Regions from separate parts of the Mus musculus genome. Here all the other regions are linked to region 3. The links are chromatin contacts, called in public promoter capture Hi-C maps. All regions are on one chromosome and are shown on one strand. The core of a region is the stretch at or near the end of the contact, and the rest is flanking DNA. Distances in the headings are between cores, read along the strand shown.

Evidence for each region. Promoter capture Hi-C pulls out the DNA fragments that hold promoters and counts their contacts.
Region 1: a contact with region 3 is called in a promoter capture Hi-C map of frontonasal cranial neural crest. The contact joins the promoter of Tll1 here to the promoter of Spock3 in region 3. A contact is called at or near these places in 2 of 39 promoter capture datasets (frontonasal cranial neural crest and hippocampal neurons).
Region 2: a promoter capture Hi-C map of hippocampal neurons shows a contact between it and region 3, with 2.7 times the contacts expected there. The contact joins the promoter of 4930512H18Rik here to the promoter of Spock3 in region 3.
Region 4: a promoter capture Hi-C map of embryonic stem cells shows a contact between it and region 3, with 2.6 times the contacts expected there. The contact joins the promoter of Sgo2b here to the promoter of Spock3 in region 3. A contact is called at or near these places in 5 of 39 promoter capture datasets (the 3T3-L1 cell line, embryonic stem cells, hippocampal neurons and 1 more) and 1 of 9 other capture datasets (embryonic stem cells).

What each region holds. Positions count from the first base shown.
Region 1 is chr8:64,204,536-64,207,702 of GRCm38.p6, forward strand. It overlaps Tll1 (tolloid-like), which reads right to left and starts at 1,473. Exons shown (of 21, transcript NM_009390.3): 1 at 680-1,473. The coding sequence starts at 848.
Region 2 is chr8:61,909,432-61,912,498 of GRCm38.p6, forward strand. It overlaps 4930512H18Rik (a long non-coding RNA gene), which reads left to right and starts at 1,374. Exons shown (of 3, transcript XR_870457.3): 1 at 1,374-1,518; 2 at 2,807-3,067.
Region 3 is chr8:62,949,893-62,953,071 of GRCm38.p6, forward strand. It overlaps Spock3 (sparc/osteonectin, cwcv and kazal-like domains proteoglycan 3), which reads left to right and starts at 1,453. Exons shown (of 12, transcript NM_023689.3): 1 at 1,453-1,636; 2 at 1,908-2,096. The coding sequence starts at 1,908.
Region 4 is chr8:63,950,753-63,953,754 of GRCm38.p6, forward strand. Sgo2b (shugoshin 2B) reads right to left here and starts at 1,418. Exons shown (of 8, transcript NM_001195687.1): 1 at 1,186-1,418.

The sequences.
Region 1 (3,167 bases), core at 223-2,722, 1.3 Mb after region 3:
GTGTCAGTGCCTCTGCAGCTCCGGAGAGTACTTCCAGGAAGACACAAATTTGAATGGGGTAGCAACTTGGTATAAATATTATTAGATTTAGTTTTAAATGGGAGAAAAATAACTGGGATCTTATCTACAACTGAGTTCTTTTAAGGTTGTCACAACACCCTTCTGGTCTGGAACTCACACTTAAACTCTTGGTAAAACAAGGAGTGTCCAGAGGCAGAGATGCCATCTCCACCCACCTTTTGGAAAACTCTGCCTACTCGGATATGAACAAACTCTGGGAAACCTCGTCCTGGAACAGCGGAGGTCTTGTCCCTTCCTGGTGCATTGAACCCGCTGCGTGCTGGCATTTAAAACCCACAGAAGCCAGCTGTGTTTATGACTTGTTTAATTTCACAGGGGATGGGGGAGGGATCAGAAACTACAGGACGGGACGTTTGCCTTAAGCGATGGGGGACCAGTGCTTGGCATCTGATCCTACTAGCACAGAACTCCAGGGAACTTGGGCCGCCGCGCAGGGTGGAGAGCCGGGAGGAAAAAGGAGAGGGAGAGAGGAGGGGCAACGATGGAGGGGCTGAGCAGGAGAGAAGGAAACAGGTGAGCTCTCATTGCCTCTTGAAGGAGATTCCAACGTCTTGGTCCCCAGCAGCGCACCACAGTCCCAACTTAGACAGGCACTTACCAGCTTTGCACGGGTCCTTGTAATCTATAGGCTCCGTTTTGTCCTCTTCGTTCCCATCAAAAGTGTAATCATAATCGAGGCCAGCGCAGACCCACAGCACCCGGGAGAAAACAATACCCGAGACCACCAACCACAGGAGCATCCTCGGGGAGAGCGCTTGCAAACCCATCCTCCTCCCCTAGAGGAAAAGGAGGGGACCAGACCCGGAGGGCCGCGTGGATATGCGGGGCTCTAGGGACAGTGTTCTTATCCCGACTGGGAAGCTCCTCGGAAAGACCTGAATGTTCAGGTGTCCGGAGACATGCGGATGTCTTCAGGACGCTAGAGAGGGCAAATGTCTCCCTGTCTCCCCCGGATGCTGGGGAACTTGGCCGGGGGCCCGCGGGTGGGCGGAAGGCAGGTGAGGAGCTCGGCGCAGGGCAGCCGCAGCCAACCCGGCTCGGTCTAGGTCGTCCTTCCAGCGGTCGAACTTCCCGCGATCACGACCGGCCGCGGCGAGAGGCGCACGGCGGGCTCAGCTGCCACCGGAGCTCCGGCTCCCGCGCCGCGCCCCCGCCGCTGTCAGGACCCCGCGGCCGAGAGCGAGCTGCAGCCGCCTGCGCCCGCCGCTGCCACCGCCGCTGCTCGGGGAAGATGAATCCGGTCTGCACATCAGCACATCTGAACTGAAAGGGGAGACCGAGGAAGGGGGTGGGGGATAGGCATTTCTACGCCGCCAGACCTTAAAAGCCTGCCGAAGCTAGGGAAGCTCCCGACTGCCCGGAGAGCAAAGGGGTGTGAGGATTTGGAGTGCCTCTTTCCCCCCCTCTAGGCTGTCTTTTTACCCTCTTCCTAACTTGAAAAAAAAAAAAATCTTCGCAGCATCTAACCCAATCACTCGCATCCTGCTTACTTATTCATACAATCAGGGTCAGGATCCGGGCCACAGCCTCCTCTCTGACTTCGTTTGATAGCCTTATACAAACAAACAGACACGAGCGCGCTGACATTTCCATTTCTATTTTACTAAAGATAAAAAACCGAATGCATTCCGCATTTGCGTCCACGAACAGCAATTAATAGATGAGGTACGTGTCAGTGCAGAGCGCCAGACCGGGGGTGGCGCGAGGGATCGTGACAACTTCGCTGCAAATCTCTCTATCTTGCCCCCACCCCACCCCCAGATAAATAGGCGATGTGTGTTTCTTTCCCTTGCTGCTGTTTAACCTTCCTACCTCAAGAGTGGAAGGAAAAGTATCTGACCTTTCTCTGTTTGGGTAAGAAAACAGGCATCTGTGCAAAGGCAGTCTCCTAACCAACAAAGTTTTACTAAGAACTAGAGAAATTAATTTTTTTTAAAAAAAATCGAGTTCCAGATCGCACCAGCAGGAAACGCTAAGCCCTCGCTGATGGGCTGGAGCTAGGGCTCACGTGGGCGCAGGAAGGGAAGTTGGAATACTCGCCTCGCAAATTTTCTGACAGTTCTGGCGCCCATGCCCAGCGCCTCCTAGTACCCTTCGGCTTCACTTGTTTGATTTCCTCCCTAGGACAGGGTGTAAGAGCCGGCAGCTGGATCAGAGAGGTAAACCACTCCTCAGCCTAGCAGACTCAAGACAAACACAGGTTGTGGGAAATTGGGGAAGGGAAAAAAAAATCAGAGGAAATCTCTGCAAAAAAGCCCCTGGTGTGAGCAATTCCGAGGTTTCCCCACATCTGTAAGTAGTTTCCAAAATAGGTGAGACGACTTCCCCCACCCCCAAGCTTCCGGGAGCCCAGAGAGCTGAGAGCTTTCCTTTTCTAACAATATCTTTTACTGTCACTTTAGCAGGGACTGTCTTCTGGTGCCTTTGTATCTTTATTAGAGGAACCCATCTCTATTCCAAGTAGCCATTTAGGCAAAAGTAAGGAGCCAGGGAGCCATGAATATCGGAATCCTCTGTCTGTCTGTCTGTCTGTCTGTCTGTCTGTCTGTCTGTCTTTGCCTATCTGTCTCTCTTAGGATAGGAAAAAACCACCTTTGGCTTGGAGATGCGACTACTCTATACTTGCTGCAGAAAAGCAAGCAGATAATCTGGACAACATACTGTTTTCTACTTGAAGGAAAAGGGTAGGAGGTAGACTGGAGGTGATTGTTTCTCGCTTGGCAAAGTTGGAGTTTCTTGATGACCACTACAATGATGACCTCTGCCTGTAGATCTTAAACATCTAATCCTGACATACAGAGCAGACCCAGACCGCGGGTTTAAATAGATAAAACATAAAAGAAAAAACAGAAAAAAAAAAAAAAAAAGCTTGCTAAGGAGGTAAAGACACTGCTTTCGAAATTTCTTGCTGAGTCATGATCAACCCAAACAGAAAAGCTGTTTGTATAATTAATGCTGGTGTTGCTCCTGCAGGGCTAAGCAAAAGTGCATCCTACATATAGCCCAGTTCAGAATGAGAAATGCAATTTTTCTTTAGAAGATCTCTGCTCTTGAACTGCTGACTGTGTCTGCATTTCTTACCCTGG
Region 2 (3,067 bases), core at 124-2,623, 1.0 Mb before region 3:
TATGTGTAGAAACCAACATGTTGGAAACTCTGACAGGTGGACTCCAAGGTCCAGCGTCTCCGCAAACATCCTCCTTGAGCTCTGAACTCTGTCCCTTCTCCTCCACTCCCTCTTGTGTATGTCTAGGATCTGCACTCCCAAGTGAGGAATGGGGATGTGAGTGAGTCTCTCTCTCCCTCTCTCTCTCTCTCTCTCTCTCTCTCTCTCTCTCTCTCTCTCTCTGTGTGTGTGTGTGTGTGTGTGTGTGTGTGTGTATGTGAACTGGTGCTTGTAAGTCACATTTTGGGATTGTTGAAGTGCGTCCTTGGGCAGAGACCTACAGTGAAGCTGTCTATCTTTTGGTCAGACTAAGAAAGTAGAGAAAGCAGCACATTCCACCCGGTGGGGTTAGAAGACCTCTTGTATGTGATACAGATCTTCAGGGGTTCAAGTATATGTCTTGCAATTCTGCTGCGTTACTATTTTAGTCTAAGCCAGCTAGCTGACTTCCAGCTCTGAAATCTCCATTTCCTCTTCCAACCCTGGTTGCATACTTACAGAGAAGTCTTCCTGTGGATTGCTTTCTGCCTTTGAACAATACACTGGATCTCTCATTAATTGTCCTTCAGTGCACTTGTTATCTGGATTGAAGTCTCTCCCCTTCTCTCTACTGCAATCTCCTTTCCTGCCCTTGTAAGGGCAGAGATCTGATAGGCAACCTACAGGCACAATCCCTTTTAAGGCAGTTTATGGTTTATCTGGAAATATTCTTTAAAGATTTGTGACATCTGATTTTATTTGTTCTAGTTGGTGCTTTGAGATATTTGTTATTCCCGATGATTTACACTTTTATGTTTTTAAAGTAAAGTTTAAAAATTATTTTAAATTATGTGTATGTCTTTGTGTGTGTGTGTCTCTCTCTCTCTCTCTCTGTGTGGGGTCTGTTCATTTAAGTGCAGGTATCTGTGGAGGCTAGGGGCACTGTATCCTCCTGGAGCTGGCAATACAGCTGGTTGTGAACCACCTGATGTTGGTACTGGGAGCAGAATCCCAGTCCTCTGGAAGAGTAGCAAGTTTTCTCAACTGCTGTGTAAACTTCCAGCCCTTACATTTTTGTTTTTATTCTTAATTCCCAAGATTGTATATCACTATAATCTGCCAAATTGGTGTGTATGGTGTAGACTGAGAAGGTGAACCTGCTAGTAAAGGTGTGCTCACTCCACTTTTCAAAGCCAAGTATGTTCATCTCAAAGTATCCTCCAGGGACCCCTTGTCTGTGGTCGAGCTAGTCCCTCTAATTCTGGGATAGGGAGGGAAAAAAAGTCTAACCAATAAAAATGTTGTGCCTTTAGGAGATCTAGAAAGTAAACTGTTTCTAACTCATGTTAAAATTGTTTGTTGCATGAAATTACAGAACCAGCAAGGAATGGAGAGATGACTCAGCAGTTAGGAGCATTTGCTGGACCTGCAGAGGACCCAGTTTCATTCCTGCCATCAATACCAAAACGCTCACAAACAACTTTAACTCCATTTGCAAAGGTTCTGGCACCCACTTCTGACTTCTTTAGGCACTGCACACACACAGTGAATATACAGACAAACAAGCCTACACAAACATGGATAAAATTTAAAGATCTAAAAATCAAAAGGCTATCGCAGCATGTAGGAAAAACGGGAAGTTCAACTTAGGACATTTAGCCTTTGGAGGCTCAGCCATGGAGACAAAGTTCAACTGGGAACTCCGGCTATTATCTGCTACATGCTATGAGCAGCCAGTTAAAGGATATGAGCTCTATCTGTTGTTATTTGTTATTTTCATTTGGAAGATCACCGCAGTGGACACTCTGCCTGGAGACTCTTTCTGTTGGGACTGCCAGCTGTTTGCTTTATAGGGGATTCCCTAGTTCATTTGTGCTGGATGGTTTGTGTTCCTACTTTGATGATATTCTGCCATCTTTCTGCAACTTGCCGTTATCCTTTTACATTGGCTTGCTGTACAGTCACTATGCTGACTTACTCAAAGCTAGAAATGTGGCTACTGTAGAGTATCCTTTATACTGCACAGTCTTCCTTCCCCGGGCACACCAAACCTTGCTCTACTCCAGTGCTTTGCATATTTAGACTTTAGGATTTTGCAAGCCTGTTCTGTTCTTACCACATGGGTTTAATCTCTTTCTTGCGGGTACATTCTTTTCCGGTAAGAATCTTTGTAACACTTTTCCTAGTAGTATGTACATTATCTAAGTGCAGCAGTCTGCTCGTATCCTCATAATATGGTTATCACCAAGCATAACCCATAGCAGATACACAATAGCTGTTGAGTTTCCTGCTTTCTTCTCTTTCTTACTTAGCAGTCTTGCTGGATTTTTGAGAACTAACCCTATTTTTCTATCCTTTCTCTCTCTCGTTCTCTCTCTCTTTCTCTCCATCCATCCATCTATCTTTTATTTATTTATTTAGGGATAGGGTTTCACTATGTAGCCCTAAGTGGCCTGGAATCTCTATGTAGACTAAGCTGGCTTTTCACTCAGAACTGTGCATATCTCTGCCTCTCAAGCTATCCCACTTCCTAGTGGTATTTCACATGTCCTATTTATTTCATTACATTTTCACATTAATAAATGGCTTTGTGCTTTTTAATCCCTGGATTGCTGCAGACCTAAACATTGCTTAATAAGTATATGTGAAATGAAGACATGTCAATCATTCATTTACATCATGAAAACGTATTAGTCATTTGTATATATTTTTTCTTTTTAAAAAATTTCCAACATTTTTATTGTTTGGGAGTTTTACATAATGTACCCCTATCGCATTCCTATCCCAGACTTCCCAGATCCAGCGCTCAACCTTGTGGGTTTTTTTCCAAGAAGAAGACAAAGAAGAAAAAGGAGGAGGAGGAGGAGGAGGAGGAGGAGGAGGAGGAGGAGGAGGAGGAGAAGGAGAAGGAGAAGGAGAAGGAGAAGGAGAAGGAGAAGGAGAAGGAGAAGGAGAAGGAGAAGGAGAAGGAGAAGGAGAAGGAGAAGGAGAAGGAGAAGGAGAAGGAGAAGGAGAAGGAGAAGGAGAAGGAGAAGGAGAAGGAGAAGGA
Region 3 (3,179 bases), core at 203-2,702:
TCTTATTGAATTAAGAGGACTGTATGTGGGTCTTAAATTTTTGAAGTAGAGAGGTGAAGCTGGGGATATACAGAAGAGGCATTGGAGGGTGAGTCAGCCAAGTATTCATGATATAGAAATGAAAACTCATAAAGGCTATAACACATGCTGAGCTTGCTTGTAACAAAGCAAACTAAGTATCTAGGAATAGTATATAGAAATACTACATGATACTGTTCTCAAAAATTGTTGATGCATCTTTGCTATCAGTCGATACGTCTGTAAATTATAATTGTAGATTTGTAATAACTTTCTCCCTTCTTTGTGTGTGTGTGTGTGTGTGTGTGTGTGTGTGCCAGGAATCGGAAAGTGTCTTCTTACTACGTTAAAAATTTCACTTTTATCATTTATGCTAATAATTGACACTTCCTTAGATTCTGTATTTAAAGTTAGTAATTAATATCAATCAGTTTGATTTCTTTAAAATATCATCTAAAAGTTATGACCCGAGTGAGAACAAAGTACTCAGAATACGGGACACACCTGTTGCCACTATTCTAATGAAGACCTCCTGAATTTTAGAAAATACAAAGGTCATAGCTTGGGAAGGTGTAGCTTGCCTGACATATGTAATTCAAATACAGATGGCTAACACTTTTGTAGTCTGTTGATTTCCAAAAATCTCTCAATTTACATACCCTGCTCAATTAACCTGCTTTCTGTAAGTACAAGGAAAAGAATTTCTTCACTGGGCTCTGCACAGGGTGTGAGAATAGATTTGGGCAGGCAAATGTTTTTGTTATCAGTGGAAGTTCGAAGTACATCCTAGCTAGGGCCTCAAAGCTGTTTGCTTATATTCAGAAGACTGACATAGGTGGCTTATTTATCTTTGCTTTAAGGACTGTAGCATACACCACAGTTATTGGAGGGATTTTAGAAAGGAAAAACGGGTTGTGTGCACTGAGCATGGCATGCTGGTGAAATCAAACACTTTGCCTGCCAAATCTAAAGAGAGTTTGGCTCTGAAATAATTCAGAAGTTCAGAGCATACATTTGCAGACAGTGAAGAGCTTCCCCAAGGCCTTATGGTGGTCTTTAGGAAGGAGGAGCTGAGTTCAGGTTCAGAGCAAAGTCTCACGGACTCTCACTCTGAGATGCATAAAGTTTTCTTCTGATCTATTTCCTTATAGCTGCCTGACCACCCTTGAAATTGAAAAACAGGAGTAGCAGAGAGGGAGATGCCTTGCTTCACCGGCATTCAATCCAAGAGAAGAGAGAATGAGCTGGTTGTGCCTGGAACATGAGAACCTTTTCTGGAGGCAAGAGGTTAGAAAGCAAGGGATTCCTAGGAGAGGAGCCTACTGCATCCTCTGGCTCCAGCCAGGCTTCGCATCCGGAACTTGCTGCAGCTGGGATTCAGGGAGAGGAAGGTGGGATAGGAGGAGGGGAGGAAGGAGGTGGGGGAGGGAGGGGTGAAGCGAGGGGAGCTGGCGAGGGATAGGCGCGGGGAGGGTGGGATGGGGGGAGCGCCGGGCGCAGGGAGCTGAGTGGACGGCTGAGACGGCGGCGCGTGCAGCAGCTCCAGCAAGAAGCGAGTTGCCAGAGCCGGGCTGCTTTTCCATCAGGAGCTGCGAGCTCCGTGCCCGCTCTCAACAAGGTGATGGGCCGGCAAGCGTTTTATCTGGCCGCTGGGACTCTAGCTGCTTGGGGCTTCCTCCCTTAGACCCCTTCTTCTTCTCCCTTGGGTCTGCGTGTGTGTGAGTGCCCTGGTTTGGGGGTGAAGCCTCCTGGAAGGGGACACCCCTGTCCCTGCTCGTCTCCCCTTCTCTCCAACCCGTCCTCGCTGATGCATGCCTTCCAGGGGCGCCCCCATCTTCGCACCCGGTCTCTGACATTGCTCCCTACCCGTGGTTGTGTCTCCTTCCCAGATGCTCAAGGTGTCAGCCTTATTGTGTGTGTGTGCAGCGGCTTGGTGCAGCCAGACTCTTGCAGCTGCCGCGGCGGTGGCTGTGGCCGGGGGGCGGTCGGACGGCGGTAATTTTCTGGACGAAAAACAATGGCTCACGACAATCTCTCAGTATGACAAGGAAGTCGGACAGTGGAACAAATTCCGAGACGTAAGTGATGCGCACCCATCTCCAGCCAAGCGCATTTAGCTCCAGAGCTGGCATTTGCTGTGGCCGCCAGAGGTGGGGAAGGGGCTCGGTTTTCTAAGGAACCCGGGTTGGGGCGAGTTGGGGTGCTAAAGCTTGTATCCTGTAACTGTAGAACTTAGCAGTCTCCACTCCCCCCCAGATAGCTTAAGTAGGAATTTGCTTGTTACATATGCTTCTGAGTTAGGTCACACCGGGTTTTCTCTCTTCCCCCTTTCCACCTCACCTTGCCCCAATTTTTCGCCCCCAAATGTTTGCAAAGTAGAGCTTCGACCTTCTCAACTTTTGAATGGTGTTTCTGGCACTAGTAAACACAGCAGGGTGCCTGTGCTGTTGCCTAGCTATAAAGTAACTAGGATCGATCTCCTTACTAATGGCCCATTAAGGAATTTGAGGGAGGAGATATAAAGATGTAACATTTATAAATGCCTGCTCTCTCAGGGTGGGAGGTTGTTTGGCAGCGTCAGTCTGCAGAAGTTGAAATGCTGCTGATTACGTAAAAACTGTTCATCAGATTCTATTTCTACATTCACTTACCCTGGAACACTTTGGTCTTGTGTGTACTGGGCTTATGGGGAGGAAATGGAGCAGCAATGAAAGAGTTAAACTGTAGACTCCCTTGGGAGTTTTCTCAAGAGCTCTTTAAAGGCGACCAGCTTTAGAGACTCCCACATTTATTTGCCTGGAGCCAATAGCCAGGACTAGTCACCCACACCTGATCTGAATAGAGTCCTATGAGAATATTTGCTGCTGTGCCCAGAGCCTTGAACTAGGCTGATGCCCCAGGAGAACATTCTGACCTCTGGATACCATCCCTACCTCACCCTGTGAAACCCAGGGGTTTGAGACCTGGCAGAGTGACTCATATTCCTTGTCTAGCCTTGTAATGACATTTGTGAGACTGCCTCTCTGATTCAATCACCAGTGCTTTCCGAGTCTGTGAGTGAACTTCTCCGATTAGCTCAGGTTCTCATGATTAGGAAAACAAATGGAGGCTTGCACTAATTCTCATCCTGGATGCATCATTCTCTTCTCCCATCATGTCCG
Region 4 (3,002 bases), core at 168-2,667, 1.0 Mb after region 3:
TATTACTGAGGCTATGGATCGCTCACAAAAAGGGACCTATCATGACTGCACCCTGAAAGATCCAAGCAGTTGAAAGAATCAGAAGCAGATATTTGCACCCAACCAATGGACAGAAGCAGCTGCCCCCTGTTGTTTGATTAGGGAAAGGCTGGGAGAAGCTGAGGAGAAGGATGATCCTGTAGGAGGACCAGCAGTCTCAATTAATCTGGACCCTGGAGATCTCTCAAACACTGGACCACCAACCAGGCAGCATACACCAGCTGATATGAGACCCCCAACACACATACAGTAGAGGACTTCCAGGTCTGTGTTCATTCAGAGATGATGCACCTAACCCTCAAGAGGCTGGAGGCCCCAGGGAGTTTAGAGGTCAGCTGGGGTGGGGGTATCCACGTGGAGATGGGGTGGGGTGGGGTGTGGAGGAGGTGTGGAATGTGGAGCAGTTGAAGGGTGGGGAGGGGCGGGGAATAGAATATGGAGTGTAAAAAATGAATTACAGGTAAAATTAAGTAAATAAATGTGAAGACATGAAAGGACTTTTCAGTAGAAAACAATCTGCCCCATGTTAAAATGGTCATGTTTGAAAGCATTAAGCAGATGTGGAAAGAAAGGTGTCAAGCAATTGACAGAAGATGGCTTGGGGGATGAATTTCTGCAACAGGGAGGAAGTTTCCTCCCAACATTTCAACATTAAAGTTCAATTTTTCTGAAGTTTTGCCCAAAGGAAAACGTAAAACTGCAGGGAAGTAGGTAGGCTAAATGCTGGTTTTCACCTCGCAATCTGAGCAGAGAAGCAAGGAGGCTAACTGCAGATCTTCAAATTTCCCTACTTCAAATGCCCCAGACTCATCCACAGCTGTGTGGCAGATCTTCTGCTGTGACCTCTTCTTATCCTCTGACCCCACTTCCCAGGGCGGGGAAATAAACAGACCCTGATGGAACAACTCTCCTTTCCTCCCTCCCGTGGACCCCCCCCCCCCCCCCGCCATGCCATCCCCTAGCTTATAGCGCCTCTCTATTCCTTAAGTGTCAGCTCCCAATACCCAGATCTGAGCCAAGCTTTTAGTTCTGTTCTAAACAAGCTAGGCAGAGGCCCTGCCTGGAGATAGCATCCGTATCTACACGCAAGCAGCCTTTTCAGACCTGGTCACGGGGACCTAGATCCCTTTCCCTCCCAATACTGACCTGAAAGCTACTGTGACCGTCTGCCCAGCTAGGAGCTCAAAGGCAGAACAGAGGTTAGCGCCCTGATCCAAAGCCAGCACCGCGTCCGGCCTCAGCGTCCGGGCCCTCCAAGCCGCTGCAGGAGGTGCCAGGAGTAGCTGCTGAGAAGGGTTCGGGCTCCGCAGGCCTCGCTATCCCCGCAGCCTGGCGACCCCTTCAGCTGTGGGTGCCCACACTTGCCTGAGGACCTCGACAATTCCCGAAGCCTAGGAGTCAGGTTTAAACTCAGCGGGAGACAGCAGTAGCCTCTCCAGCCAATCAGATTCAGAGAAGGCAGCACATAGGTGAAAGATGTAAGAGGCGGGATGCCCTGTAAGCTCTGAGTGGTGCTCCCTGAGCCGAGCCGGGATGCTACCCGCTGCCGCTGCCGCTGCCGGAGAAGGTTCTCAGTGCCTCTCTGAACCTGTGATAGCCATCTCCACCAGCTCTAACAGAAAAGGCGACGCCATGGATAAGTCTGACACCCTAAGGGTTGACAGGCATCTCAAGACCTTCTCAGGACTTTGTGTTGCTCACTGTGAGATTACTTGTCTGAATCTGGTTTCTGCACCCTTGCCCTCCAATCGTGATGTATGTATGTGTGTGTGTGTGTGTGTGTATATATTTATTATATATATATATATATATATAATTTTGAGAAAGGATTTTTAAAAACTGCTCTAATCCATTATGTTAAAAATACAAATAGAAGCCAGGCAGTGGTGGCACACTTGGGAGGCAGAGGCAGTCATATTTCTGAGTTCGAAGCCAGCCTGGTCTACAGAGTGAGTTCCAGGACAGCCAGGGCTATACAGAGAAACCCTGTCTTGAAAAACCAAAATATATAAATAAATAGATAAATAAACAGATACAAATAGGGAGTTTAGAGGTTATGAGCATTTGTTACTCCTACAAAGCAAGCTTTTGTTTACAAAAGCAGAAACAGTGATTTTTGTTAAAGTCGTACAAGACCAGAAAATTACAAAGATTAGCCCTTAAGAACCATTGACATTTGGATGTCCAATTTTGCTTTATAGTTCTCTTAAGCACACACACACACACACAAATTAAACTTTTTTCTTTATGGAATTCTCTTTTAAATTTGGGAATTATTATAGGATTAGTTATTTTCCTTCTGTTTCTTCTTCCAGCCATCTTCAAGCACTTAGGGTCTTCTATCAGGACTGCTCTAAGGGAAATATATACGCTTCATTTATATTTCAAAGGGAAGAGATGTCAGAAGCCATAATGAGACAAGCTAAATACTAGCAGGTGATCATCCTGAAATGGCCTGCTTCAGATTATTATATAATCTGCAACAGGTGAGCCCTTATTAAGCAAGGCTGTAAGGGACTCATTTTAGGAAAGAGTCCTGCTATTAATATGTTTTCCTGTTATTATTAAACATACATAATAATCAGTAAGTAATAGCACAGCCCTTTGGAGCAGATCTCTGCAGATTCACTAAGATGTACTAGCTTATAGTGATGCTACGTAGAAAAATAAATGACTTAAGTCTTAATAATGATCCTATAAGAATTCCTAAAATTATATCTGTGATTATTAAGCTCTTTTATAATGGAACTGCTATTAGGTCCTTTTCTGATAGTCACAGGTGCAATGAGAACTCTGCCAGTCTCCCAAGTGTCACCACTTAATTACTCTTAGATGATAACCAGATTTTCTCCTACTCAGAGTACATTCCAAGAGGTTGTAAAACAATTAACCAAAGGTTATAAAAAGGTAACTAACAATTTATTATAGGTGCAAGTCAGAAGATAAAATATCAACTGGGTTTA